2 separate regions of the Pungitius pungitius genome follow, and region 1 is linked to region 2. A link is a contact called in public Hi-C data. All regions are on one chromosome and are shown on one strand. The core of a region is the stretch at or near the end of the contact, and the rest is flanking DNA. Distances in the headings are between cores, read along the strand shown. Region 1 holds the start of tram2 (translocation associated membrane protein 2). Region 2 holds the start of smek1 (SMEK homolog 1, suppressor of mek1 (Dictyostelium)).

The links. A called contact is a pair of places that touch in the nucleus more often than the background predicts.
Region 1: a contact with region 2 is called in a Hi-C map of muscle, with 3 times the contacts expected there. The contact joins the promoter of tram2 here to the promoter of smek1 in region 2. A contact is called at or near these places in 2 of 2 Hi-C or Micro-C datasets (both in muscle).

Annotation. Positions count from the first base shown.
Region 1 is chr20:10,140,786-10,146,318 of fPunPun2.1, forward strand. It overlaps tram2 (translocation associated membrane protein 2), which reads right to left and starts at 3,192. Exons shown (of 11, transcript XM_037449930.2): 1 at 2,631-3,192; 2 at 778-841; 3 at 462-571. The coding sequence starts at 2,750. xkr5a (XK related 5a) reads right to left here. Exons shown (of 7, transcript XM_037449985.2): 7 at 3,329-5,533. The coding sequence ends at 4,857.
Region 2 is chr20:9,920,854-9,926,372 of fPunPun2.1, forward strand. It overlaps smek1 (SMEK homolog 1, suppressor of mek1 (Dictyostelium)), which reads left to right and starts at 3,933. Exons shown (of 15, transcript XM_037448900.2): 1 at 3,933-5,076; 2 at 5,294-5,349; 3 at 5,437-5,519. The coding sequence starts at 4,935. LOC119194654 (enhancer of rudimentary homolog) reads left to right here and starts at 249. Exons shown (of 4, transcript XM_037448902.2): 1 at 249-399; 2 at 834-921; 3 at 2,723-2,843; 4 at 2,941-3,677. The coding sequence starts at 358. The coding sequence ends at 3,043.

The DNA.
Region 1 (5,533 bases), core at 1,942-4,441, 220 kb after region 2:
ATTTAGTCTAAATGCCACGTTTTGACTGGTACCGTATCTTCAAATATTTGAATACGTTCATCCACAGGATGCTCTTAAAATGAACAATAAGATTTAGGTGGATTGACTGCAAAGAAAATGGGACCCTTTCATCTGTGAACATCCAATTTAAAAAGGAGTCATCATTTAACAACTTAGAAAAAGGAATTATAAAGGCAGCGTTGCGTTAGAACACTGGCCGTCATTAATTTCACCAAATGTAAGTAACTATTTAAACAAATATGCATGCAAGCTTTCCAGTTATAACGCTATAATGAATGTACTTGGGTTTAAACTCTGCATTTATCTCACGGATTTCCAGTTCACAAGAAACCTCCTAGAAATCGGTGGTTTGCTGTGCTTCTCTTGCCCTGCTCCATCACTCCGACAGCATACGGAGGGACCTCCGTGTGTGCGATGCATTAGGCCACGGCGACACTCACATCCAGGAGATACTCCTGCACGACCGCGTGGAGGATGATGGCGATGAAGGAATAGAAGAGGATGGTGGCAGAGTCCTTCCATCCGTAATGGTAGAACGTCACCTCGCCCTCTAAGCACACATGGGAGGAGCACATTGCACGCTTTCAGTGGAGGTGTGTTAAACTTCCGGGAGCAACGTAAGCTCATTTTTTAAAACGCTCAATTCCACAGTGGTAATATAATGTTGTTACGGGCAGGAACAGCAGGAGTGAAAGTAATGGGAGACTGTGAATGAAGTTTAGTGTTTAAAAAGAACTGCAGGAGTGCAGTGCGTACCTGCTGACAGCGTGGTGACGTTGTGCTGCGGCTGAATGAAGAGTATGGCCGTCTTGGCTGTCGTCTGCTCAATTGGATGAGATGGGAATTAGCGGCATATTTGGTAGAACATCAACAGGACAGTCCGCAGGGTATCATCATGCATGTACAGTGTGGGGGGTTTGTGGCAGGTGTCCGCGTGCGTGTTGGGCGATAAGAGAATCCGAGTGTCAGTCAAGTCAATCCTTCCCCTTTTTGGAGTTGAAGGAAATCCGTCTGTTTACTAAAAAAAAGCGTGCCAAATTATTCCATAACAGGCAAGTTTCTCCACCTTTTTAGCTGTAGTCTACTTTAAAAAGGGAAGCGAAAAGTGAATCACATTTTCTCACTTTTTTTTTTTTTAGTATTGCCCGTTTTCACAACCAACAACCCCAAAAAGCTTACAAGTGATTTTAATTACAAACAAATTACAAGTGCCCACACTTTAGAAGCTAGAAAATCAAAAAATGAATGCACATTTTGATTGATACATAATTGAGGAAGAAAATGGACCAATGGTGTTAACAATCACAGAACGCCATGTGTCTCAGAGGCCTTTCCGATCCCATTCACCAACTTCATATTTCTCTGGGGGGGGGGCACAGCATTGGGTTGGGGGGACACGGTGGGACATATAGGACGTTCTGCCTGAAGCCACCTCTTTTCTGTGTGGTTATGACTTAACTACATAATGAGCAGGGGAGTCGTCATTGCAAGGGCGCAACAATCCAGTCACCAGTCATTCCTTGCAAGCCGAGGGCTGCAGTGGGCGTCAGACTGTCACATTCAAAAACTAGATCCAGCATGGTGGTTCTCTTTTTCCGACCAGGGGATAGAAGAAAAAAGGAAATGAAGGAAATCCCCTGCTTATTTTATGCCTCACGTGTGATCTCAAAACCAGGGTTCCGGGTTGAAACTCTGCACTGGAGGAAGTCAGTGGGGAATCCCTTCGGGACGGAGAGGTCCGAGGAGCCGATGAGCCCCGCGGACACCGAGCGGCAACGGCTCAAAAAAAAAAAAAAAAAAAGATTGAGACGTGGCAGTTAACTATCACTGTAAAGCACGCGACGGATAGTCACACCACTTCCGCTGACAATTTTAGAAATAAAAGCCCCCGCTCTTCGACGTCTGCTGAATCGCATTCCGAGCCGCGGCGGCGCTTTTATTTTGAAAGCTGAAAGGTGCGTTTTGTCGCGTTCTCAGCTGGACTCCCTGCGGGAAATCACCATTTGTTGCGATCGAAATGTTGCAGAGCTCCGTGTTTGCTGGAAACTAGAACAGGACAGCGATTTTTTAAAAAGCGGTAAAACGTACCTTTTTAGGAGACGAATAAGATACATGTTACACTACATGAGAACCCACATGTCCGATGAACTTTAAGTCCTATCCCGGTGTATTGAACTCCTTTTGAATTTAACTTAACTAAAAAGTAGTAAGGAGGCAAAATACCGACAACTTTGAACATATCGCAGTTTAACAAGCAATAAAAGTGTTTATTCCGTACTGTTTACAGCTGTTCCTACTCGACTACGTGTTAAACCTTACGGTCACCGGTACTTTGAATGAGAGTAGAGAGACATTAATTGTTCATAAAACTTGTCAAACGAAAAAACGGCAGCAAGCATAAGCCACAATGTCGGCGGACCCGATGGCCCCGGAGGAAAGCGGAGATGCAGTCAAACGAGACCATTTTTACAAAGCAGAAGAAGATCACTTCGACCCAAGAGAGGTTTCCGCCGTGCGCCAGAGTCCCATCTCTGCACGAGCAGCGGACCTGCCACCTTAAAACAGCTGAGCGCGACGAGGGAAGACGGAGAATCGGGAGTTCAGCTCACCTCAAACATCAATCCAATCAAAACCAAAATCACCAGACTGAACACGATGTCGGCGTGGTTTTGAATTAAGAACTCCTGGCTGAAGAAAGGGTAACTCTTGTTTCTCCGGCGAAATGCCATGTCAACTCAATGCGGTTTTCCCTGCTATTTTATAAATCTGAATTTTTCTGACTACGAAGTTCAGGAGTTAACTTTCTCACTGGTTCACGCATGCGCGACTTCTTAAAGGGCCAGTGACATAAATACCTTTCTCGATAAGTACAGTCATAGTTAAGCGCTGTGCACACTTTGGTACTATTTTAAGCTACTACCACTATTTATTTAATGTTTACCATTTTAATACTTTGCAATTACTCAATTTTTCTTTAATACAAATTCGATATCAAATAATGAATTATGAAAATGTATTCGGCTACCCAGAAATTAGCTTCACCTATGGCAGCAGCGACATTTAAGTAACGCTCACATTAAAGGATCACTAAATATAATCCCAAACTATAATATACGCTATTCCAAAATGGGCCATGCTAAGATTAAGCATGAATGATCTTCACTTGTAACATCGATTTGGTGATTTTACTGAAGCAAAACTACTGAATACTTTGTGATCCACTGGTTCCTAAATGCTCGTACCGTTTTAACTCAAAAGAAGGATTACTTTGACAACTTAAATACCAACATTAAAACAATAACAAACATTTGTCACCCCAATATGCCGGTTATTTATTGCTTATCTTAAGCCACCAGTGGCCTTTCACTTTACATTTCAAAATTTCATAAAGGCAGTCTGGAGCAAGAGAAAACCCAGCATCATCTCACTGCTTTGTCTGTGGATTTCACCCCTTTTCAGAGCAGTAATGAGCAAAATGCATGTGTGCCCTAGAAAAAGCATCATATGGAGCAGTGATTCTCAACTGGTGGGTCGCGACCCGCATGGGAAAATAAAAATTAGAAAAAGAAATTCATCGTGTGATTTTATTTTGAAGGGACTTTTTTTAATGCAGCGGAGTGTCGGTTTTTTGCAGGCTCGTCCGTCCATGTTTTCAGCAGCTTGTGCCAGGTTAGGTCAAACCATTCTGATATGGGGGAGACATTGGGTTTTTAGGATAATTAAACATCCTGAATGTAAAATTCAGCTCATGAACTTGATTTTGAATAAATTTGAGATGTTGAGAATGTTCCTCGATTTGGGCTTGTCATTAAGGGGTGATGGTGGGTCCCGGAGCCAGACCAGTTGAGAACCACTGATATAGAGCACATAAAAAAGTCACTACAAGAACCCCATTTGCATCTTTTCAATGTCTTACACTACACATTTGAAAGGCTTTAAAGTCAGTGCCTGAGAATTATTTTCCCAACAAATTGTAAATCCAAACAACATCTTAGCAATTCCATGATCAACATGTAAATAAAGATAAAACATCAAACACAGTTTTTACCAGGTGGACTCAACTAGTCCTGCTCAAACGATTGATTATACGAAAAATACAGTTTATTATTCCCTGAAGGGACCGGGCATTTGTTTCTTAATATGGGAATATGAAAAAAATCACAGCAATAAACATTTGGTACGGAAGATACCTGTGCTCTTAAGAAGCCAACAAAGCTCGGACTTGTGCTGAGATGGTAAAGATTAAGAGGTCAGTCACAAACGTGTCCCCCTTTTGATCTAGGAATAGTTTCCCTAGTCGCATAACCGCTGGCAATTATTAACATGAACAACAGCAGCTTCGGTATATAATATTTGAATTGTTCAAGATTCTATAAACAGCTGCACACTTCCAAGCGCGTTTGTTGATACAACTCATGGCTACTTCCTCCATACGGCGGGACCACTGTTCCCTTTGTTTCACAGTTTAATTCTTGAGGCCCCAAGTTTGCTCGCTACCTACCAAAAGAGTATAAAATGTCTCGTCGGGTAGACGGTGTGACACAGCTCCGCGTACTACCGTTTCACCTTTAACTCCCTCGTTGATGTCTGATGAAAACAGTGCTGAAGTTTTCAGCTTTCTGCGTGTCCAGCAATTGGCAAAAAGCAATAAGCTTTAAAAAAACGTTTTTTTGTGGTTTGAGGCGAATGCAGGTACGTTTAGCACGATACCAAAACGGTTAAGAATGCTGTGCCCCACAACCTACTAAATATATATATATATATATAGACGGATTGGAGAAGCCGCCTTCCAAAAAGCTGGTGTGCCTCGTTCCCTGGATTCCGTCCAAGGAGACCTAGAAGATGTCCTCTTCATCCCTCCGCGACATTATGAGCTGCCTCCTGGGGCCAGTGAGATGAGGGACGGTGGCCGCAGAGTGCAGCGCTCCGGAGTCCAATTTCGGAGCGGAGGTGCAGCGTGGCCCCACCCGGCCCATGAGCCCGCGGACGTCTCTGTGAAGGGCCGGGTCGCTGGGAATCGAGTTGAGGGGGACCCACAGTTCCAGACCCCCCGTGTCCCGGTCCAAGCGGGTGGTGCTGGCACTGCTGGGGGACTGGGGGTCAGCGCTGAAGTACAGGGTGGAACTCGACTCGGTGGGACAGAAGTACGGCTCCGGGCTGTCTCCGAACACGGACTTGCCCTCCGGCGAGCTCCGCTTGAAGTCCGACGTGGGCGACTCCATCGGGCTCTCCATCTCCAGGCTGTCGTCCTCCTCCTCCTCCTCTTGGTTGTCGCCGGACGTGGGCTCGCTCACACTCTGGAACTCGTCTTTGCAGTCCGAGAGAGGTGCCGGGCCTTTCCCCTGCGACTCGGACGCGGAGACCCCCTCGCAGCTGCCCCCCGCCGTGATGGTCATGCCCTCGTTGCTCTTAAAGTGCTGGCGGTACTCCTCCATATCCAGTATGGCCGCCGCTCCGCCGGCCCCGTACGCCGCGTTGATCTTCCCCAGGTCTCCCGTTTTCAGGGCCAGCC
Region 2 (5,519 bases), core at 2,683-5,182:
AATGGGTTGATCACATAGCTTTCTACATATACTCAAGCACTGTTGGATACAGTTAGTGCAATTGTTTTTTTTTTCCTTCTTTTATATTGAAATACACTTAAATACGTATATGGGTGTACAAATAATAATAATAATACAGTAATAAAATATAAAATGAAATACATTTAAGGCTTATATTGTATTTTTATGGTCAGACTTTTATTTTGAAACCACATCTTTATTTTGGACGCAACTGACCTCACAACCGGAAACATCTTAATTCATTTCCTTTGACTATTCACCCCAAAGCAGCTAGCTAGTTTAGCTACATTGCACGGAGACTTGAGAAGCATTAAACACTGTTTGTCCCGGTTTTGCATGTCCAATAAACAGACAGGCTCCACAGTCGGCACAAACATGGTAAGGGATTTTTGTTGTATGCTTTAAGACTTGAAATTATTTATATTATCTTACGTTATATTTACCTGTTAATTCATCATAGCTAAGCTAACGCTGCGTGGAAAACGCTTAACGCTAACTCTTGTCAAATGTCTTCTGTTGCAGTCAACACGTATTGTAACGTTGGCGCTATTTTGCTCATTTCCAGTTGTTCTCTTAAATGTGAAAGGAGTAAAGTTAACTGCGTCAGAGATTAAATGAGCCAATTGCGTTAAAGACAGTGAGATGTGTTGCTAAATAACCGACGTTTTTCTCGAACACCTCCGGAAGAAGGCTAACTCACGATGCATCGGGAATATAAATGTAAATCTGCCCATGAATAGTTTAGGGTTTTTGTTGATGAATATCATAAGCTGCCATCATTGTGTAATTAATTTTGTTAATCGTCTTTACAGTCGCACACAATTTTGCTTGTTCAACCGACCAAGAGACCCGAGGGCCGCACTTACGCTGACTACGAGTCGGTGAATGAATGTATGGAAGGTACGTGTTCAGCTTGAACCCTTCAAGGAATACCACCAGGAACATTACATTATCATTTCAGTAATGTGCCTCTTCGAGGCCAATTGCATTATATAGTTTGGCACGGTATTGGCTCGTTGTGATCATTTGGAGGGTAAGATTAATTAACGTTAATGATACGTCTTTGATCAAAACATATTTAAGACTATTCACAGGTTTGTGTTTTAGTGAAATCTGTATTTTTTTTGCTTCTTAGTCTCTCGTAAGAATCACTTTTACAACATGAAAGCCAGTAGTGCTGAGATCAAAATGTTGCCGGGGCAAGTTCTTTTTTCAGAAAGGCAGGTTCCTTTTTTCAGACCAGAAACTGATCTCAAAATAGCATGAACTGACCCGCCTCCTCATCATATGCAAATCACATTTAAATGAGTCTTTTAGGACTGACTTTGCCACTGAAGACTAAAGTAATTTTTGAAAATATAGTAGTATTAGTCGTATTCAAAACACACATGAGCCCGAGAGAGGTAAATACACTGATATGAATAGTATTTATGTTGGTGGAAAATGATGACGCATGGATTCTACATACCGTTCATGACTGCTGCTGCATGCTGATCATCACTGAGACTGACATGCTGTAAGGGACGAGAGGCTGTACTTTATTGTCCAATAATGTTCAAGGGTGTAGTTAGGCCAGACGCGCAGTGGAGGGCCGGCAAGCCTCGAACTGTTACATTATTGAAGGTAAAGTACACCCTCAAGTACCTCATTGCTTTTATAACACGGTTACCAGCGAAATTATAAATGGTAAGTAAATAGCTGCCTTTCAGCACAAAATAGTTGTAGCCACCAAACATTTTGTATCACGTTGCATCAGTCTAGAGGAAAAATAGTCCCTGTACGTGCATGTAAACAGCATTGGGTCCCGCTCCATCTCATTCATTCACATCGCTCATGAAGTCCACCTTAATCGTCCGGCTGCATTGCCTCAAAACGATCATTTGTGGGAATTCCGGTCTTTTTTTCCCCATCGCCACAGAGCTGAAAGCTAAAATGTCAACTAATGATCGCGCAACATCTAACGTGTTACAATGTGTGCATCTGGTCAATGTGAACAGCAACTGTACATTATCGCTCAATAATGCACCCCTCCAGACTCGCTCCCAACCAATCAGAACGCTGGATTTTATCTACCAGTGTTTTAAATATGATTGAAACATGCCGATTCCTGAGACTGACGTGCCATTCATATAATCGGAATATGGTGTATTTCAGAGTGCCATGGAAATGTTGAAACAATAATGTAAAATGTGTCGACAGTGCATGTTAAATTAAATAATCTGAATTACTTTTCCATTGACTGCTTAATTAAATGTTTCGAAGTACGTGCACACACACATACGTTGTTCCTAATAGGTTAGTTATACTGGCTGCGGTAGTTTAACAAAACATTGGCCAAATGACCAGATTCATGCTACATGAACAAATACAGAATCCCTTTTGTCATCATTTCTAAAACATTGCATTAAGCCAAAGAAGAAAATTGCAAAGATGAAAAAGATAAAAAATGTTATTTAAGATTCTGTACTGCTAAGTTCTCAATAGAGTTAGAGAAAAATAATTGACGGGATTTGCATTTGTATATGGATGAGGAGGCAGGTCCATGCCGTTCTGAAAAAGGAACCTGCCACTTTGTGATCTCACTTATGAAAGCCTTATTGTACTTTAAATTAAGTTTACATTCAATGTATCTAACATTTCATTTTCTTTAGATGCATAATAGTTTTCCTTGCATTGAACCTGTCTTGCACCTGTCTTCTAGGTGTTTGCAAAATGTATGAAGAACATCTTAAGAGGATGAATCCGAACAGTCCGTCCATCACTTATGACATTAGTCAGTTGTTTGACTTCATTGACGACTTGGCCGATCTGAGCTGTCTCGTGTAAGTATGATTTTGCTTATAATTTGAATGAAAACCACTTTAAATTGGGTGTATATCGGTCACCTCCACTAAAAATATCATTTGAATTGTTGTACAGGTACAGAACTGACACTCAAACGTACCAACCGTACAACAAAGACTGGATCAAAGAGAAGATATATGTCCTTCTGCGGCGTCAGGCTCAGCAGGCAGCAAAGTAAAGGCATCGGTGTGGAGTTGTCCGGCTACACACACTTGGAAGGAGTTTATACTGCACTGTATTTCCACTGTGTCTCAAAGACCTTTTGTAAAAGGACACCATTGTCCGTTTGACAAGGGTAGGGTTTTCATATTATACTGTACATGGGAAAATGAAGGGGTTTGAAAACGGGGAGGGCGGGGAATTTGATGCCTCATTTAGAAATAGTCATGCTCTGCAGCATACATACCTTTGTAATGTGTTAAACTAAGATCTGAGTTGAGCTATAAGCTGCAAGGACTTGTTGACTGAGAGAAATTCATGTTAAAATGCTCAACACGTTAGGTAAAGACTATTTTTTTGTCAAATATTTGGGCTTTCAGATTACCCAAAAGTTTCTGTTTATGTACCATTGACATGGCAGTTTTATTTGAAGATGCTGTGGATTTTAAATGCAGATGCTTACTTTTTCAATGCCTGCAGACCAATCCAGTAATGCAACAGATCCCATATGATTTATTTCCATATTTTATCTTATTGTCTGTATATCCTACCATTATGATGTAAAATCATTTTTTTACGTTTTACGTAGTATCTGATTTTAACTATCTAGATTGTTTTCTTTAATTCTACCCAAATAAACTATTGTTTTCAGACTGGTCTGTCTTGAATTTCAATACAAACGTTATCACATTGAGGAAATATATGCCTTGTTTAGTCAGTCTTGGAATTTATCCGCCAAACGGATGTCAAATTATGACAAGCTGCTGGATGGTAAGTGCTAAAGGTAAAAAGTTGGATATTTTTATGGAGCCTTTCTGCTGATAACCTGGAAATTCAATTTCTTATTTATGTTACTGCCTCTTTAAATGTGGCGGACTGCCCTGTTGTTGCTGTGCTGGAAACCCCGTACGTATTCTGAAGGGACCCAAGATGGCTGAATACTCACGGGGGGGGCAGTTAGCAATTATCTGAGCAAGACGTCGGAAATGAATGGCATATAGCAATATAGTGTAAAGTGTTACCCTGCAATAATTATACGACTACCGTTTGTTGGTTTGCACACTTTTTGGGATGCATGGATACCATTAAGGAGAGAGTGGGCTCTCCGCGGCCCCGAGCCAGAACATGGCGGAACACTTGGGAGAAATAGCAGCTAATACTAGCTAACGTTACCTGGCGTATTACTCGGACTGAATGAGAAACATTGATCTAGGGTAAACACGGCATCTTTGATCCGCAAGTGTGAAATAATGTTATCGGTGCGCAGCTCTGGACGTTTAGCTTTAAAACGTTGTTTAACATTGAATACACGGAGCGTAGGCACTTAGCGTACTGCTAGCTAACGCGTTTGGTTTGCTAGCTAACGCAACTGGCTAACGGTACGCGTACGAGCGTACTAACTGCACCAATAATACGCAGGTTGTTTGTTTTATAGGGCACGTGTCGTAACGGTGGGGATTATTGTAAATACATTATATCTGCTGTGTGCTAGGACGTCCCGAAGTCCGTATGTGCCCTCGTTTAGTCGATTAACGCGTGAGCTAACGTCAATGCCCTCCGCACTGAGAATTGAACTGTCGTTAGCTTGCCCACAATGGTCCGTGGTGTGATTTTGTGTGGCGCGTTGCCCACACTACTGGCGAGATAACTTTTGAAGCTGCTCGTGAAAATACACGGATATTGCGAAATCGATCTGTGCAATCTTCCTGGATACTAGCCCGAGCTCCTGCAAAGAACTGATAGCTCGGTTGACCCCCCCCCCCCCCCCCCGACACCAACGTTGAGTTAGCAGCGCCGCATCGAACCCAAGTGATCGGCTGTTGAGGCAGGGATTGGAAGTTGTGGAGTGGACACCCTGTAGAAGACAATAATTTCCGGAAAGGGGAAACCGGTCACAACTACCTGCCAGGATGACGGACACTCGCCGCCGAGTCAAAGTCTACACCCTGAACGAGGACCGGCAGTGGGATGACCGTGGAACCGGCCACGTCTCCTCGGGCTATGTGGAGCGTTTGAAAGGCACGTCTCTACTCGTTCGGGCCGAGAGTGACGGTAAGACGAAGAAACGACCCGCGGAGGGATGAATGGCACATGCCAGCGGACATGGGACGTGCACCGTGTCGGCCAATGTTATAGTAGATCAGTACTTACTATATGTAAACAATACCTTCGACACCTGTATTTCAGCTGGAACCATGTATGTAAAGCCTTTCTGAAATACAACTCAATGCGAGACTTTTTGACAACACCTTTGTTGGTCACCTGACAGGTTCTCTACTCCTGGAGTCCAAAATCAATCCAAACACAGCCTACCAGAAACAACAGGTCAGTACATAGCAGGGTGTAGGATGCTCATCTAGAATATGGACTGGTTTGGCCATTCTAAATCGGCTTTGTTTTTCTTTCCCGAAGGACACTTTGATAGTATGGTCCGAGGCCGAAAATTATGATCTGGCACTCAGCTTCCAGGAGAAGGCTGGCTGTGACGAAATTTG